Linked DNA regions of Mus musculus: region 1 is linked to region 2. Evidence: chromatin contacts called from public Hi-C data. All regions are on one chromosome and are shown on one strand. Each heading gives the region's core, a stretch centred on a gene start, on an enhancer-like site or on the middle of the called end of the contact. The rest is flanking DNA. Distances are from core to core; before and after follow the strand shown. Region 1 has its middle 94 kb from the start of Rragb. Region 2 holds the start of Rragb (Ras-related GTP binding B).

Evidence for each region. A called contact is a pair of places that touch in the nucleus more often than the background predicts.
Region 1: a Hi-C map of germline stem cells shows a contact between it and region 2, with 2.6 times the contacts expected there. The contact joins the enhancer-like site here to the promoter of Rragb in region 2. A contact is called at or near these places in 3 of 39 promoter capture datasets (the 3T3-L1 cell line, the C10 cell line and the HPC-7 cell line), 6 of 484 Hi-C or Micro-C datasets (LSK cells, Sertoli cells, cumulus cells and 2 more) and 1 of 9 other capture datasets (adipose tissue).

Annotation. Positions count from the first base shown.
Region 1 is chrX:153,232,132-153,234,831 of GRCm38.p6, forward strand. It overlaps a transcript of Klf8 not described here. Among named protein-coding and RNA genes, the nearest start is that of Rragb, 94 kb to the left of the region's middle. Within about 2 kb of position 1,305, at least 13 of the 459 cell types and tissues checked have an H3K27ac peak or open chromatin away from gene starts, as enhancers often do. A contact at or near this core is called in germline stem cells, where this site is marked.
Region 2 is chrX:153,138,637-153,141,336 of GRCm38.p6, forward strand. Rragb (Ras-related GTP binding B) reads left to right here and starts at 1,322. Exons shown (of 11, transcript NM_001004154.2): 1 at 1,322-1,939. The coding sequence starts at 1,848.

The DNA of each region.
Region 1 (2,700 bases), core at 55-2,554, 93 kb after region 2:
TTAGAGGGAAAGAAAACACACACTTTATGTACCTGACACAGTTCTTCCCACCTGATCAATATGCAAGAAATATTTCTTAAATGCAACTAACTTACATGCTGCCTCTATTCCCTCTCTCTGGGCACTGTGTTCAAGTCAGAAAGGTGGCACAGTCGTGGCATATTGATATGGTATGCTTTCTGCAAAATCTGCCAGGCCACATAGTATCATGTTGTCAAAGTCCCTCGGAACCATACTAAAAGAACTGCTCTTGGATATTTAAGGAACACTGGGAACTTTCAAATGGCCAACTCTTAGTCATTTACTATTTATTAAAGATTAAAACCTAAAATGCCTTCTCAGGACAAAGTGATTGCATAAATGAGGTAAATGTGCAGGTAGGGACCATGGTGAGCTCAAGAGATCAGAAGACAATAGGCACTGATTATTTCCAACAGATTAATGGCCAATTGTGTAACTGTTGTCTTCATAAACATGGAAAATGATTTTATAGAGAAATGTCTTAATTTTTCAATGCTTGTAATCTCTTCAATTTGACAGGCATATGCATGTATATATAGCTGCACATATATACTGTAGGCTAAACAAAATAAATCTGTTGACCACAATTAACCTATGAATTGTGGATTTGTGACCTCTGTTTTAGAGCAATTTGACTCTTGTTGCCAGACTGCCAGAAATCTTTCCACTACGATGCCTGATCCGATTTTCACTAAAAATACAAAATTGGCTTTTTTTTTTAACATCAAGAACTATCAGAGGTTGTTCCTTTTTTTTTTTTTTAACAAGAAATGTTTTGTAGTCAGAGTCTCTACCTTCTTAGCTATATTAGGGTATATGTAGAGAAGCCTAATAACAGCATTATTTTCTTCCAGATTCTGTGGTACGCGGCTAGTCAATGATATCCCAGGACTTGGAGATTTTCTTAAAAATACACATCCAATCTTTTTCTGAATGAAAAAAAAAAGACAAAGAAATAAAGGAGGGCATGACTATGGAGACGATTTTAATGTAGATACAAGGGTGAAAGGAGAGGGAGGGAAGAATCCTGGGTGGAAATATCTGACAGAGTAAACTGGACCATGAGAAGAAAGAGGAGGAGGAGCAAGAGATGAGGAGCCTACCTATGCGCAGCCAGGGCCAAGGCCAAGGGAGTGGTGTAGCCAAAATGGCTGTATTTTGTAGGAATCAGGGTTAGGGAAAGAGACGTGGAAGACGTGGAAGACCGCCCCTGGGAGCTGGAGGTTTAGGGTAGGGGGCGGGGTGAGAAATGCTGTGCGGAGCCACAGGTACTGAGTAATGCTGCCAGAACTGGGAGGAGCCACTGGCGCTGAGCGTCTCCGAGGGAACTGGCCTTGACTTCACTTTGATATGTTAATAGGTATCTCAGCCTGCTGTCTGGGGTTTCTGAGACCTAACACTTCACACTATATAGCACAGCTGCCTTTCATATCAGTCAAGGATATGTTTTGTTTGTTCGCTGGATGACTAAATGGAGAACCACATATAGTCAATTCAACATTGCAAAAAGTGCAAATAGTGCAGATATTGAAAAGTGTTTGATGATAAACAAGATACAGAGTTTGTATGATCTAGTAAGACGACCTCTAAATAGCTATAGTCTTAAACAATTTGGAACGCAATGGAAGGTCAGAAAAACAAGATTTAAATTAGTTTGGGGTTACTAAATTGACAGGGGAGAACATTTTTCATTCATTCGTTCGTTCATTTATTCTCTTGTTGTGTTTTGTTTTGGGTTTCTCTGCGTAGCCCTGGCTGTCCTGGAACTTGCTCTCTAGATCTGCCTGGCCTGCCTTTAAACATGCCCCCCCCCCGAGAGAGAGAGAGAGAGAGAGAGAGAGAGAGAGAGAGAGAGAGAGAGAGAATGAGAATCAAAGACATGCATGCCTTTTATAAACAAGTTGCCTTTATTATCCCTTAGAATCTGTCATATGTACTTTACCATTCTGATAATTTTGGGTTAATTGGTAGAAGCTGTGACCCGCTAGCTGCGCACCTTTGGGTTGGCTTTAGAATTTGCAGTTTCTAGCTTAGGGTTCCTTGTTATTTTTTTGGTTGGTTTGTTTGTTTGTTTGTTTGTTTGTTTTTTGAGACAGGGTTTCTCTGTGTAGCCCTGGCTGTCCTGGAACTCAATCTGTAGGCTAGGCTGTCCTGGAACTCAGAAATCTGTCTGCCTCTACCTCCCAAGTGCTGGGATAGGTTAGGGTTCTTAATAGTTCCAGGGAGCATAGTATTTTTATTGGAAACTTAGACTATCTAAATTAATAGAATCTTCTTTGCACCCCCTAGTGTGTATTACATCATTTAATTGCACAACCTCACAACGAGTTAGCTGCTATTACTATAATCATCATCATTTTCAGATGAGAAAATAGAAGGTCTAGGTGGCAGAATTACTTGTCCAAAACCACAACTCAAAGAAGTGATAAATTTGGGATTTGAACTTCAGTAGTAGGGCTCTGAAAACAAGCACTTTCCCATTATCTTTCTTTTTCTTTTCTTTTCTTTTCCTTTTTTTTTTTCTCGAGACAGGGTTTCTCTGTATAGCCCTGGCTGTCCTGGAACTCACTTTGTAGACCAGGCTGGCCTCGAACTCAGAAATCCGCCTGCCTCTGCCTCCTGAGTGCTAGGACTAAAGGCGTGCGCCACCACGCCCGGCTCCTATTATATTTCATAATA
Region 2 (2,700 bases), core at 72-2,571:
CATTCTGGTCTGTGAACCTAGTGTATAGGAGAACATTTTTCAAAAGTAAGTGCTTGTCCTTATAGCGTTTAAATAGAAATCCTATACTCAGAGATCAAATAAACAAGATTATTGCCATGTCAGTAAGTATTATACTCTACACAAAGAACTACAGGCAACCAAGGAATGCCCAGAGCAGGAGAAATAATTTTCCCTAGGGAAGAATACACTGTCTGGTTCTTCAATACCAACTGCTCAGCCCTGAAAACATATATATGAGATTATTATACAGACTGAGCGGGTTATATTAGGAATATATATGTATATACATATATGTGCATATAACAACAACCAATGAAAAACGAAGCCATGACTTTGAAAGAGCAAGGAGAGTTGTTTATATGACAAGGTTTGGAGGGAAAAAAGGGAAAAAAGAAATGTGTCTACAGTATAATCTCAACAACAAAAGAAAAACTACAAAGGAATATTATGAATTAAAAAGCATACAACAGAAAATAACTACTGCAGGTTCAAAAGACTGTTGTACTCTAATAGAGTATGGGTTGGGAAGACCTCTGGAGGACATTACCTATAAGCTGAGAAAGTTGAGGCCATTACAAACTGTGAATGGCAAATTCAGTCTTTCAAGGGAGCATCAACCTATGCCACTCTTTTTCCCAGCCTGTAACCTTGGTGTCACATTTAAAAGAGTTCCAAGCCTAAGAAGCTCTTAGGTCATTGAGGTTGGAACTTGCTGCGTTGAGATTTGAGAGCTGGTTGACAAATCACTTCTTCTCCACATAAAACTCTGTATGTAGCAAGTATCTCATGATGATCATCAGAAACTTTAAAATTATGTTTGCAACTTTTAAAAGTTAAGTGGCGGACGTGTTAAACCCTCCGTGTGGTTCTGGTCCTGGCAATAACAACTTATTGAGAGTTTTCTATGGGAAAGACAGTTTAAAACACTTTAGATGGATTGCTTTTTTAATTACTTGAACTGTCATAAGGATTAACGGGAAGAAAAGTTACCAAAATGCAAAAATGCACAGGGCCCTAATCATAGGGAGTAGTGAAAACGGCTAGCTGGCAGGTGCTGAAATTGCAACCTTCTCCTTTAACTCTGAGCAGCGAGTGGGCGGGGCCGCGTCCATCAGTGTCTAGGTGCCCGCAGGCCGCCCTAAGGGCCAATGGCGCGGAAATGAGAGCCCGGGCCACGTGATGGCGGGTGGCACTCTGGCTTTCCTAAAGCAGTCTCTATGGTATTCTTCCAAGCAAACCCAGGGCCCCCCCAAAAGGGTAGCGGCACGTGACAGGCCCTGGGACTACGGCAGGTTCCCACGTGATCCTGGCCTGCAGTAGCGTGGTTGCGGTGAGGTTCTTGCGCTCCTGAAGGGCGGGCGCGGAAGTAAGAGCATCCTCAGGCGGACCGTGACTGGCAGCGAGGTCGGGAGGAGCCACCAGGCAGTGACCGCTTTGCTTCTGCAGCTCCGCTCCGCTCATTCCGTTATCTCAGCCTTTGCAGTCTGTACAGAAGCTGACCAAGTTACCTTTGGGTCTTGAGACCTTGGCGAGTGAGGCCCAAACTCGGGACCAACTCCTCATCCACCTTGCCCTCCCTCTCCTCCATCTCTTCCTTTGCACGCACCGAATCGAATCGCTTGCTCCTTTGGGCTGGCCTGCTCGGCTGTGCCTGGAGACTAAGTTCGGGTCGGTAAAGGTAACTGTGGGAAAAGCGGCCCCCCAGTGGACAAAGGCGGAGGCAGGGATAGATCAGGCCCCGCGGGCCCTGGGTGCTGAGCGTAGGCAGGTGAGCCAGAAGAACGGTACTGCGGATTTAGAAGGCACTGTGAAGGACTTGTTGCACGATGGAAGAATCTGACTCCGAGAAAAAGACAGAGAAAGAGAATGTGGGCCCAAAAGTGGAGCCTCCTCTAGGGGAGCCGGAAGGATCGCTTGGGTGGGTAAAGGGGATTATGTTGCACCTGGGAGGGAGGGCATGCTAATTGTAAAGAGTATTGTGAGATGCAACAACCTCTAACCTGCAGTGATGAATTGCTTTAATTTACCAATATGGTTGATTGATATCATGCCCTTGATGACGGAAAACAGAATAGAAACACCCTTTGCCTGGATGTGGGATTCCTGGTTTATGCGTAGTCTTCTAATTGAGACAGTTCTGAGTTGTTTTCTGTTTTCTATAAAGGTTATTTGATGTTATCACCTTGTTGATGATAAAAAAGGAAAGGACAGACATTTGCTGACCAATGACGTATAGTGCGATATGCCTATTTGAGAACTGCGTTATATGTACTTTGTGCCTTTAATGAATGAAATACAGCTTGGAAGGACGATTGAAGGTCCAAAGATGCTTCTAGATTTGAAAAATACGGAGATGAATTTAAAAAAAATAGTATTCAGATTATGACAATATTGTTTGATTTATAAAAGTACCCAGAGTGTTGCTTCAGCTTTATGACAAAATATCAAATCTTGAATTTAAATGGTTTCTATTCCTAAATATGCCATCCTAGGAAGCGTCTCCCGAGCTGATGAAGGAAACAGGGAGCATAAACCCAGCTTTATAATTTAGGAAAATGAAGACTTCTGAAAAGAGGTCTCATCCATACTTAGCTGCTTTAAAGAATATTCGTCTGCATCTTTCAGTTTACTTGTGTGTCCCCCCCCCCACCCCCCGCCCCCGGCAATTAGATCACGAAA